3 separate regions of the Zea mays genome follow, and all the other regions are linked to region 1. Evidence: chromatin contacts called from public Hi-C data. All regions are on one chromosome and are shown on one strand. The core of a region is the stretch at or near the end of the contact, and the rest is flanking DNA. Distances in the headings are between cores, read along the strand shown. Region 1 holds the start of LOC100279719. Region 2 has its middle 13 kb from the start of LOC100274606. Region 3 has its middle 34 kb from the start of LOC109941592.

Region 1 (4,310 bases), core at 756-3,255:
TACCATCAAGTAGGTTCCCCTCCATGTGGAGGGACTCGAGATGCACACACTGACCTAGAGTGGACGGTATTCGTCCGGCCAGCATGTTGTTAGAAATATTTAGTAGGCCAAGGTTGACGAAGCTGCCGATCTCTAGTGGTATCTCTCCTGAGAGTTGGTTGTGCGACAAGTCCAGTTCGTTAGAGAGGGAAGAAAGAGTAAACAGCTCCTCCGGTATGCCACCGCCAAAGCTGTTACAAGAGAGGTTCAGCTTGTCTAAGTTCTTGCAGCGTCCTAAAGCACCTGGTATCGGGCCACTCAAGTGGTTTTCTTGCAAGTAGAGCTCGCTAAGCTGGCTTAGGTTACCGAGAGAGGCTGGAATCTGCCCTGAGAGTTTGTTCTGCGCTAAGTTTAACGCGAACATGTTCGGAAGATGCCCTAGGGAGTAGGGAATACTTCCAGCAAGGAGGTTCCTGTCCAGATAAAGAAGCTTGAGGTTTTTTAGGCGTCCTATCTCATTGGGGATGGTGCCAGATATTCCATTCGCACTTAAAAACAACACCTCCAGTCCACTGGGCAGGTCCCCTATGGATTTCGGCAAGACTCCTCCGAGAGTGTTTCTGTCCAGGTACAGAGTCACCAGCTGCGTGCAATTTGTCAAGGATGTCAAGAACGACCAGTCCCGGCCAGCTTCGAGCTGGTTCTTCGTTAGATCCAGCTCGACTAAGTTGGGCAAGGCTCCGAACAAAGGGACAGTACCAGTAAGTGCGTTGTCCCAGAGATTAATGATCTGGAGATTGGTGGCCTTGGTCAGCGAAACAGGGATTTGGCCAGTGAACTTGTTTCGAGCCATGATCAGGTTCACGATTCTCGGAAGGCTATACCCAACGTTAGCTGGGATTTCCCCGGTGAGATTGTTCATGCCCATGCCGAGGTGTGTGAGCGCTGACATGTTGTAGATGGAGGCCGGAACAGTCCCCGACAAAGCATTGTTAGTCATGTCCAGCACTTGCAGGTTCACGAGTGCACCCAGGCTCGTCGGGATGCTACCATGAAAACCGTTACCCCCAAGCGTGAGCCAGAGGAGAGAAGTGAGGTTCCCTAGAGTGGAAGGCAAGGGCCCTGTTAGATCGTTCGAGTCCAGTATCAGATACTGCAAGGGCGGCGGCGGCGAGTCAACGACGGTGTTTGAGACAGCAGGTATGGGCCCAGCAAAGCTGTTCCCTGCAAGCACTAGCATCTCAAGCGACGTGCTGTTAAACAGCGACTGGGGAATGAGTCCGCTGAGACGGTTGTTTCTTAGCCCCAGTCGTTGGAGCGACGAACTGTTAGCTAGTAGCGACGGGATGGGTCCAGTGAGGCTGTTGTTGTTGAGAACAACGGAGACAAGGGAGGAGCTGCTTCCAAGTGAAGCTGGAATGCTGCCCGTCAGATGGTTACCTGAAAGGCGTAAATCCGAGAGGTTGCCGAGGAGGCTCCCCAGACCTTCGGGGATGCTTCCGCTGAGGGAATTCCTCGAAAGATCGATGGCCTGCAAGGCAAGGCACGATGAGACAGTCTCCGGGATCTCGCCGCTGATAAAATTGTTGGAGCTGAGGTTAATGTACCGCAGCCGGTTTAACTGGCCAAGCTCAGCCGGGATCTGACCCTGCAGCTGGTTGTTTGGCATGTGGATCCTTGTGAGGAACGTGAGGTTGCCGATGCAAGGAGGTATTTGGCCATGGAGGTCGAGTGACTCAAGGTCCAGTGCAACAACACGGGACGAGTGTCTCTTGCTGCATGTCACGCCGGACCAACTGCAGAACTGCGTGGAATCATTCTTCCATGAAGGTAGTGTCCCCGTAGGGTCTGATGAGGCTGAGAGGTGGTGCTTGAGGCAGAGCAGCGCTTCCATGTCGTCGTTAGGTGTAGTAGCTAGTAGCGCCGAAAGAGAAGCCAAGAGGATGATCAACGGCAGCGAGAAGCCGAGAGTGCCTACAGGGGCCATATATGTTGTCTGAGACATTGTTACTAGTATTTTGCAGTGGTCGTGTGTGTGTGTGTGTTTCTTTGGTGGTGGATATGCTCCATTTATAGAAGGCAGCCAGATTGCTGTAAACAACTGTGTGGCCAGCTTGCTGTAAACAATTGTGTGGAACGGGTCAGCCCTTTAGACTATAGATGTCCAAACAGTGCGGGCCGCCCGTTTGACCCGTGGCACGGCACGAATTTAGCCTGGTCCAAACACGGCCTGACACGGTCGGTTACGGGCCCGGGCCGGCACGGCCCGTTTAGCGGGCCGGGTATGGGCACATACGGCGGCCCGCGTGCTTTGGCCCGGCCCGGCCCGATAAATGAGTCGGCACGACGGCGGCCCGCATATTTATGTAAATACTAAATATGTAAATACATTTAATTCTCTCATAGTATGTAAATACTAAATACGCGGCCAAACATATATAAAATGCATACATAAATATAAAATGCATACATAAATATTTTGTTGTCTTAATATATATAAATAATATGTTATTATATATGATTAATTCCGTGAAATATATGTATTTATATACCGTTCTACTGTTGGTTCGGGCCAGTGCCCGGCCCGGTCCGTTGAGGCCCACCGGGCCAACGAGCCGGCCCGGCACGATTTTTCCCTGTGCGTGCCGGGTTTGGGCATGTCCCTAGGCACGTGGGCCAGCCCGAGCCGGCCCGAAGCATCAACGGGCCGTGCCTGGCCCGGCCCTATTCGTACCGGGCCGAAACGGGTTCGGGCCGGGTCCGTACCGGGTGGCCCGTTTGGACATCTATACTTTAGACTGCCAACTTCTAATTTATTGATGGCCGGTACAAGATTAAGACAATTGATGGCCTATACAGACTCCTAACACAAAGAGACAAACCTCATATTGTTCGTAATAATATTCCTTTGTTATCCCCTCAGCCACAACTAACACAAGTTGAATCCTAAGCTTATGAAAACTTACCGTTGACCGTGAGTACAAATAATTTTAATGTCCAAAAGTCCGTTAGCATAAAAATGATTATCTAACACTACTCCTAGTTCTAAAAGAGGCATACGCGGATGGTCACCAAAAACACTGTTTTGCACTATATACAACACTCTTTGTATATTAGAGTTTGAATATGAGGATGAGATGGCTAAGTTGGTGACAAGCCAATTGGAGGAGATCCATGAGGGAGAAAATATCTTGTTTTATAAATTGAATAGTAAGTGATTTCCTCCCACGTGGATTTCCTCCAACTTCCTTGTCACCAAACGAGTGGAAGAAAATCCCTTGCTATTTAGGGTTTGTTTGGGAGGCAGGAGAATGGAGCGACTAAAATTTCCTTGCTATTTAATTTTAAACATGAGAGGATTTTAGCCTTCTAATTCCCTACGGTTCGTCCAAATATGTCTTTAAGAATTTCCTCCCCTGAATCCTCTCTAATTCCTTTATCATCAAACTAGCATAATTGTAGCAACAAGCACGGTGGCTTATAAATTGCTCGTAGAAATACATTTTCGGAGGCATTTTTTTTAAAAAATAAACCATCATTGAAAATATACATATTTTTAGAGACCATCATCTTAAAAAATTAATATCCGAAAATACTTATTGTGGCATAACCTCCCAAGTTATTGGGACCACATGCATCTGCCCTTGTCTCAAAGACCTTAGGCGGCTATGCATGTGCACCAAATAACTTAACAGGATCCGTCCGAGTGTCCCAAGGACCCCTGATAAACCACTTACAACCAGGACCGCAGGATTAAGTAAACACAAATCACACACCAAAAATTTGCAACGGAAATCTTATTACCCAATTTTACAAGTTACATCAAATTTTACAATGTACATGATCGGAGTGATTACAAAAGTGATTCAAAGGAATAACTTTGAACTGTTATAAATTATTTGTAGTTTTGAAATATATGCTAGCTCAAGTGACCACCCTCAATAAGAAGTATAGAAGAGTTACTTAGATTTATAAGAAGACCGTGCCCACCGGCGCTTAACACCAATCACAATCAAGTGACTCGTAACCTGCAGCAACAATGGGAATAAAACCCTAAGTATGCAAGTACTCAGCAAGATTTACCCGACTAAAGAAAAGACTCTCAAGGGTATGCTGGTTTGAGGGAGTCAAGGTATGACTTATCAAGAAACAAAGACTCTGTTGCAGAAAAGCTTACTATGAGTGGATCCTTAAAAATCCATTTTTACTTGTCAGGTTAAGTAAAGTTACCTGCATCTAGAGTTCTTTCTACCCTAGTTCAAACACTTGGCCTATATTAGCCATCTTTTTATCATCCCTTCAGTTCACTGGATTGCTACGTGTAGGGCAGT
Region 2 (4,310 bases), core at 980-3,479, 220 kb before region 1:
ACCGTCCGACCTCAGGCCGCGGACAGTCCGCCCCTGCGCAGAGAGTACCACCGCGCCTCGCACCAGGCCGCGGACCGTCCGGCCCCGCGCGCGGACCGTCCGCCCCTGTGCAGAGGGCACCGCCACGGTTCTTGTTGAGTGTTTGACGCTCCGAAAAGGCGTCAACAAGAGGTAATGTGTTGTTCCTGCTTTTGGTTGTGACAGAAAAATGGTTTTGGATGCTCTTTTTGGAGATGGGAGGAGGATTACCTGGACATGATTAGCAAGATGCAGACGAAACAAGCAGGTTTGGAGGATGAAGCGGAGAAGGCTTACGGATTGAAGGTGGAAAAATATTTGGAGATGTCTGGTTCACTTAGGACAGGAAATAGTTGAGTTTATTGAAGATTATTGCTTGTGTGTGTTTGCATTTTGGTGTGCAATATGTACTAGGTGGTTAAAAATTGAGAAAATTATTGTCATACCCGGATTTAAGGGCAAATCCAGATGCATGTCATATATGTGCCATAACAAGATTCATACATACAATGGATCAGTGTATAGAGACGAATGCCATAAGCTTTAGTACATAATATGAATGCCTTACAAAATAACTGATAATAAAATAAATCGAACTAAGATACTATCTCTATGGTGTCATAGTTGAATGGGAGGCGACGCCTAGATCTCATCAAACTCATTGTAGTAGTTCTCCTCCGGTGGTACCTGCTCTTCACCTGGTGTGATTATAGCAAGGGTAAGCTCTCATACGGTCATCGCTCAACAAGTGTGGAAAAAAGTGTGGTTGAGCTCACTTATGGTTGGGCTCAAGTGTAAGGCTTACCAAGGAAAATGATTAAGGCTGAGCATTGCTTTTAGATAAGTTAGTCAAAATTCTATTAGCAATTACTAAGTATAAGTAGATATCAACTCAATTAAATAGTTGATCAATATAGAAGTATCATATAGAAATCCCACAATGCAATTCATGAAAGATTAAATTTAATATCATAAATTACTCATGTGAGGGTCCGAGCTGCTCATGACAGTGAGCATGGCTGATATACCAGGTTTACACTCTATAGAGGTTACACATCTTTACCCACAAACCATATTTCCTTCTCGCCCGGGGTTGTACAGACCCTTAAACACTTTTTCCAATGTGAGTTGGCGAGGGTTCACTACGAGGCCTTTACAAAGTTCTGCTAGCTCGAGAAAACCTGCTACGATTCCAGGCAGACGGGGTATGGGAATCTCTTGTCCCAAAAGCTATCATAGACAGTTTAGCCAAGGGAGTTCCATTCCACCCTTGTGGTAGCAGTGTTATCTCAGGTGGTCACTCAATGTTCCAATTAAACAAAGTAATCTTAACATGCATATGTAACCAACAATAATAAACCATAATGGAACATGATCATAAATCATATCTAACATTAACTCCAAATCAGGTAAAACAATAGCAAGACTACCCAATAATTCATTTGTATGCGAGGTGTAGGGTAAACAAAGCTAGGTAAACTATTAGGTCCCATCAAATTAAGCCTAACAGTGCCACGACGATTATTAGAATCATGAACATTATTAGGTCAAAGAATGTGATCGAGGACACAACTTGCCTTTTACTTGCGAATCCAACTGCTTAGGTGTCTTCCCAAAGTTGGGCTTCAGATTCCTCGTGACCCGCTTCAAGTCGTAGCAATACATACAAATAAACAAATAATGGATATGATAACATTACACCAAAACATGTAAACAAACTGCACGATAATAGTCTATGTATTGCTTCGAGATCATAGGCTCGAGAACCACTAAACTCGGACTTAAAACGAGGGAGATATGAATTTTACAAGTTTCTAGGGATTTTTAATACTTATTTTATACCTAAAATAACTAATAAGGGTCAATCTGTAAATACCAGAGACCTTGATGTAAATTATTTACACAGATCATGGATGACGAGTTTATTTCCGAAAACTGTAGGGACTCTTTTAAAAAAAGGCATGGCGAACAGGCGAAGTGGTATCATGCGTTCAAAGTTGTCCGATCAAAAGCCATCGACTCGGATTAGATCGATATATAATAACGAGCCGGTATGCACTTTCAGTCGCCGGATCAAAGATCAACGGATGGAAAATCATCCATGATAGCGCGAAACACCTGCCCATGGATCGCCGGTACGCCTCGCCCTAATCAAAACAGTTCAGACAAAACGGTATGCCCCGCCCTAATCTGAGCCACACACCGATCGATCAACGGTCTAGATTTAAAACACTCAGATGAATCCTCATGCGTTCGATCTGGATCATAAGGCCTAGACCCGATCTAGCCAAACCATTGTCCATGCATTTAATCACCCTCGTTTATCGATCGACGCCACCACACTTCTCTCTTCCGACCAGAGACGACAGCGACGCAAGGCATCTTGCGGTGGTGGACTCGCCAGCATATGGCTGCCCGTCGAGCCAGAGCCCAAAATCTCAAATAGGTAGGTGCTAAACATAGTGCAGAGTTTGGCAAATCGATGGAGGTAGAGCTCACTGGAAATGGCGTCGTCGTGAAGCCGGTTTATGACATGGAGCGGACCTTCGCGTTCTTCGGTGCCGACGAGCAATTATATTCTGCCTTCCACGTCCATCAATTGTGTCTAGAGAAGCCACGAACATGCTCCATACAATCTAAGGAAGCTCCTCGACCCTCTGTTGAACCATGGACGTCGGTGCATGCATGGGTCAACGACGGCAGTGCACTCTGCTCCTTGCAATCTCTCTACTCGACTATGGCGATATACAATTTTTTGCAAAATGGCTCGACGCCCCGGTGTGATGGAGGTTAGGGGATGTGGACCTCGGTTTTATACCCTGCGACCAATAAAGTCTGAGTGGATGAGGTTCGGATGCTGAATGACTTCCGAGCATTGCGGTAGTATGGTGGGATCGATATCCCGCAGATAGGGACGATTCTGATGCCCCGACCCCACATGTGAGTGGCCGATCTAACCCAAGCGCGTGAGGGATGGATGCTGGTCGAGCAGGTCCGTTCATCAGTCACCGTATACGCAGGCGCGTGGGGCTGGCTTGGTGCGAAGGTGGGTCGACGAGGTAGGGTTTCCTGGCCTGGCGGGGCATATTCGACCCAGAGAGGCTTTTCCTTTTTCTTTCTGTTTTGTATTTTCTTTTCTATTTTAGGTTTATAACTATTTTAGTTTTAAAATCCCAATTTTATATGAGATTCAAATTTTGGAATTGCACTCAAATGCAATAAACAAGAATATCCAACATGATGCATATTTATTTATATTTATTAATTGCTTTAATCAAACCCATAATTGTTGATATGCATAGAGATGAAAAAGGTCACAAAATCATGTAACTCAAATAAACTATCTTTTATTCTTCTGGAATTTAGGTATTACAAATCTTTTAGTGAATACTTATAATATATATGGTTCTACAAAGGGATAACCTAATTCCTATGGGAATCTTTTTCTTTAATTAAGAACACCTATTTTTTAGGGGAAGTGACTTCAAAGGTAAGGAAATTCTTATTAAAGATATTTTAATTCAAAACCTTGGGAGAATTTCCCAAATTCACAAAAATAAGATTTTAGGGTGTTAGACTTGTGTGTAATCTATGTACTCTTTGAGAACCTATCTGGAATCTATGAATTTAGTTAATGTTTCAGCTGTGCATTCATTGTCACATAAGCATCACAGATAACAGATAACACATCATTGATAACACAAAGGATTTCATCCATTGCCACAACCATGCAGTTTTCTTAGCCCACACAAAAGACAAAAGATTAGGCCCACAAAAATGGTTTTTGGCCTACCTACTCCAAAATACATTTAGGTCATTCATACAACATCACTTTTCTTCTTCCTGCTTCTCTTGACTTCAACAGATCCTACTTCCTTCCAAGTGCTTACTGCCCAGACTTTGTAGCTATAGTGAGTGGGACATGCCTACACACCATTTCATTTGATCTTATGTATGGTATAGGTCCCTAGGGTTGAGAAAGGCTTGAAGGGTCACCTTCCTATGTGCATGGAGAGTCAAACAAAGTCATTTACATGCCTTAGTAGTTGAGAATAAACATTTTCCTCACCTATTCTAGTAGTTGTTGGACCATTGTTGGCACATATCCATGTGTTTCTTCAGGTCCAAATGTGTTAAAATCATGATTTAGTGGGACATCTTCATTCATAGGTTCCTCAAGTGGTATAGACTCTGTGGTAGTAGCAACACTGGCAGCATGCCTTGCCTCTTCCTCAAGTGTAGCCCTAGTTGTTGCTATTAGTCCCGTAACTTCTTGTGCATTGAAGCCCATC
Region 3 (4,310 bases), core at 487-2,986, 160 kb after region 1:
CAAAGGTGGGAGCTCATGTGAAGTGTAAGGCTTACCAAAGGAGATGGTTAAAGCTGAGCATTGCTTTTAAAGTTGGTCAAAATTTTATTAGCAGTTACTAAGTATAAGTAGATACCAACCCAATTAAATAAGAGATCAAACTTAATAATAACACCCACAATGCAAAGCATATGGCAAATTAAGTTTAGTTCCATAAGTTAATCATGCGAGAGTCCTGAGTCGCTCTTGACCGTGAGCACGACTGATATACCAGTTTTACACTTTGCAGATGTTGCGCCCTTTACCCACAAGTCGTGTATCCCATCTAGACATGGTTTGCAAGGCCCTTAGACACTTCCAAAGTGAATGGCAAGGGATCCACTACGAGGCCTTTATAAAGTTCCACTAGCTTCAGAAAACCCACTACGATTTTGTGAGAAGCGCGATATAGGAATCCTTAGTCCGAAAAGCCATCGCAGCATGATCGACCCGAGAACCTCCCTACACTGGCAGCTCCTCTATCGCACTTGCACCTTTCGGGTAAGGTAGTCCTCCACTAGCTTTCCTATTTAGTCAGCTAAGGGCATCCCATTCCACCCTTGTGGTAGCACTGTTATCTCAAGGTAAGCTCCATGTTCCAATTAACACAATAGTCTTATCATGAACAATAATTAAATCAGCAATAACAATGGAACATGATCAAAATTCAAATATAACTTTAATCCCAGATGTAGGTAGAGAAATAGCAAGTATACCCAATAGTTCATTTGTTTTCAAGGTGTGGGGTACACAAAATTAGGGTAACCTATTAGGTCCCATCAATATAACCTGAGCATGTCACAGTGGTTAACATGAACATTATTAGGTATAGAAGAGTGATCAAGTGCACAACTTGCCTTAGACTCGAGATTCCCAGGTACCAACTTGGTCTTCAAGTGATTTGTAACCTCGATGCTAATCATAGCAATACAAACAAACATGGTATAGGCAAATTTAACATCACACCAAACATAAGAACAAACTGCATAATAGTGTTCTACGTATCGTAACAAGATCGTAGGTTTGAGAATTACTAAAAATTCAGAGTTACGGTTAACGAGTTATGATTTTCCGAAGATTTAGGTGTTTACTATAATACCAAGGAGGTGTAAGATTTTAATCATAGGTTTCATGATAATACAAGGCTATTAGATGATAAACAATATTAATATGAGACTAATACAACTGGAATGGATCTAAAAGGAGTTAAAATGAATTACTTATGACTTAAACAAGATTCTAGAATTATTTCTATATTAAAAATCATTTTAGAATTAATTTTATCATTAAACAAAAATTCCTGGACCACGAACATAATTACCAGAGAGCTCGAGGTCAAAACTATAAATCCTAGGACCTATTTGTAATTACTTTCGGCTTGAGGTGGACGATGGGTTGATTGTATAAAAATATAAGGTCTCTTTTGCAAAAAAACGTTGGCCGAAGGGATATGGTTGAGTCTCGGCCGCATGATCATGCGCGGACGACGCAGATTAGATCATGCCCACGACGAATAGGTACGCTTTCGTTACCGCCGGATCCAGGGTCAATGGCTCGGATTTTATGAATCATGATCTAATTGTACGCGCCCGATCCGAAATGAACGCATCAGATCAAACGCGCGAAAGAGGTACGATGAATCCAATCTCGACCGCAAGAATACCGATCAACGGTCCAGACGCACTCGCCCGAAGCGCTACCCACGATCAAATCTCTACCGTCCAGTCTCGGATAGACGGTTGAGGTGTCGTCTTCATCCTCTTGCCGCAGGGGCACGGCCGAGCAGGGTCTCCACATGGCGGCGCCATCACCGGCATAACACCATCCCAGTTCCCAATCTCAAAACTCCACACCGAGATGTCCTACCCGACTCAGAGAGCGAGGCAACTAATTCCAGAAGGTCCTGACCTACGGCGCCGGTGCAGAAGCCCTTATCTTCAGTGAACGCGGCGGCTGGAATCCGTCCTTCCCTCTCGGTTTGTTTCTCTGCGATGAGCTTGATTCCGTCTGCGGTTTGGGTTGTGAAAGCTATGACATCATGGGTCTTGGTTTTATAGGGTCGACGCCACGCGGGTGTGGGGTTGTTACCGCGCGCTCACGAGGTTGTTCTAAGGTGGGTGACAGGGCTGACGGAGCGACCCCACAAGTAAGCGATACAATGAGGGAATGTCTGTCAAGCGGGGCCACACGCCAGCGAGCACAACCACTGCGTATTGTCAGTCTCTGATCCGGGGCCCACTGGTCAGTGGTGGCCCGCGCGGTGGGCAGCCGGGCAGGTATGCCGGCACAGACATGTGTCTAGCTAGGCCGAGGGCATGAATTCAGCCCAGGAGCGCGATTCCCACACTTTTTCCATTTTCCTGTTTATTTTCCTATTCCTTTCTATTTTCTTTTCAAACCAAATTCAAATTCCTGTTTTAAATTTTGAATTCCCAATCTCAACATAATCCTAATGTGAATATTTATTCTTCTTCCATTTTCAAATTCTAGAAGTAATAAATGACTATTACAATTTCTTTTCTCATTTTCTATTTTATATTTTCATTTATAATTTGAGGTCAATTTTATGGTTTCAATAAAATGCATCACAACAAAATCATCAGCATGAGATGCACATTGCTTTATTTATTTATTGGCTACTTGGTTAATTTAATACCATTAACTGATTACGAAAAGGAAGGGTCCTAATAAATTTTCAAAGGTTTCAAAAACTCCCAAATAACTATCATAAATGTATTTACTTGTTTATTTTATAATTTTTCCTTATACAAAATTTGGGCTTTACAGAAGGTGTGGGGCTGAAGGCCTCTAGGTTTTTTGTTGAGGAATTGACGGGGACATGTGCTGGGCCTGGGGAGGTTATGATTTCTCCCGAACTCCAGGAAACATCTTCGCGAATGTTGAAGGTTACTGGGGGTCGATGGCATAGGAAAGACCCTATTCCTTGGGCCACCGATGATGACTATTTTACGTCTCATATGGCTCGTCAGTTGAAAAATCTTCCCTTACGGAAGAAATATTGGTGCTATTGTGTCAGCAGTTATGGATAAGGATCGCCAAGAGGCCCATCAGAAGAAACGGAAGGCCCGCTTCAACTAGCCCAGCGCGAAGGGGTCCACTCCGGCTGCAGCGATGCCCCCTCCTGCGGTACCAGTGGCACCCACGAAGGCATCTTCGCCACAGCACGCCGTTGAAACGACGGTGTCGGAGACTAGAGGGACCGCCCAGGAGTTGTCTATTGATGACTACCTGGTGGGGGGCATTACCATGTTTGGCGCCCAGACAGGGCTGCCGCCTGCTGGTAAGTGCGGTGTTTGTTATGGATTGGGTAAGGTGATGCATATTTATGCTAACCTGTGATTATGGTGTAGGGACTGAGACTGGGCAGTTGGTGGTGGCACCGGCGAGGCCGCCTGACACGAGGGCTTCGGCGAAGGGTGTGGCTGGGACCTCATTGGACCCGTGGGTGCAATTTTGCACCACTGCTGATGGCGGAAACAAAGTCGTCGTGGTGTCTATGGCCGAAGGCGTGTCGGCGGCTGTCGTACAACAGCTGCGTTATGTGATTTTTTTTACCTTGGTCAATTGTAATGCCAGGTGGTTGTTTTCGTCGACCACATTGTGTCCGGGGCGCTGGTAGACGTTGCGACCTTGCAGCTTCGTTTCGAGAGGAAAAGACTCAAGGGAAAAATTGAGCACCTTCGAATGCAACATACCGAAGCTATCAGGGATAAGTCGACGACCGAGAACAAGAGCTAAAACCTTCTCGATAAGCTGACGGTGATTGAGAAAGAGAATGAAGATCTCAGTCGTCGGCTAAATGACGAGAAAGAAGTCGCCGCTAAGGTGAAAACAAAGGCAGAGAGCGCCCGTGCGGAGGCCCAAGCTACACGCAAGCGAGCCGGGGAGAAGAGCATGCACGCCTACCTCGAAAAGACGAGTCTGCCACCCGTGCCAGGGTGGATCGGGTGCACACACTTTTTGTGGATGCGTATCGTGACCTCGGTGCGCAAACTGCTCCCTTCAACAAGTCGGGAGGGGAGGTGGGGACCCAATTTCTCGGGTGGTTATAGGAGGAGCTGGAGTCGCTCTCGTCCATCATGACGGGCCTCATGTCCAGTGAGGGGGCTGTGAATGCCTTGGCCCGTGAGGGCTGTAGGCACTTCGAGGCCTTTGACCAGAGCAACAAGGACTTTGATGCTGGTGTATTCCACGTCAAAGACAACGTGTGGAAGCGTGCGGCTAGGGTGCTTTACGATAGAATGTGGGGTCCTCATTGCTGTGGCGTCGTC

What was found. A called contact is a pair of places that touch in the nucleus more often than the background predicts.
Region 2: a Hi-C map of tassel shows a contact between it and region 1, with 5 times the contacts expected there. The contact joins the enhancer-like site here to the promoter of LOC100279719 in region 1. A contact is called at or near these places in 2 of 25 Hi-C or Micro-C datasets (ear and tassel).
Region 3: a contact with region 1 is called in a Hi-C map of leaf, with 4 times the contacts expected there. The contact joins the enhancer-like site here to the promoter of LOC100279719 in region 1. A contact is called at or near these places in 2 of 25 Hi-C or Micro-C datasets (bundle sheath and leaf).

What each region holds. Positions count from the first base shown.
Region 1 is chr8:82,819,875-82,824,184 of Zm-B73-REFERENCE-NAM-5.0, forward strand. It overlaps LOC100279719, which reads right to left and starts at 2,006. Exons shown (of 2, transcript NM_001360991.1): 1 at 1-2,006. The coding sequence starts at 1,984.
Region 2 is chr8:82,598,677-82,602,986 of Zm-B73-REFERENCE-NAM-5.0, forward strand. No RefSeq gene overlaps it. Among protein-coding and RNA genes, the nearest start is that of LOC100274606, 13 kb to the left of the region's middle. Within about 2 kb of position 2,230, at least 17 of the 20 cell types and tissues checked have an H3K27ac peak or open chromatin away from gene starts, as enhancers often do. A contact at or near this core is called in ear and tassel, where this site is marked.
Region 3 is chr8:82,982,650-82,986,959 of Zm-B73-REFERENCE-NAM-5.0, forward strand. No RefSeq gene overlaps it. Among protein-coding and RNA genes, the nearest start is that of LOC109941592, 34 kb to the left of the region's middle. Within about 2 kb of position 1,737, at least 17 of the 20 cell types and tissues checked have an H3K27ac peak or open chromatin away from gene starts, as enhancers often do. A contact at or near this core is called in bundle sheath and leaf, where this site is marked.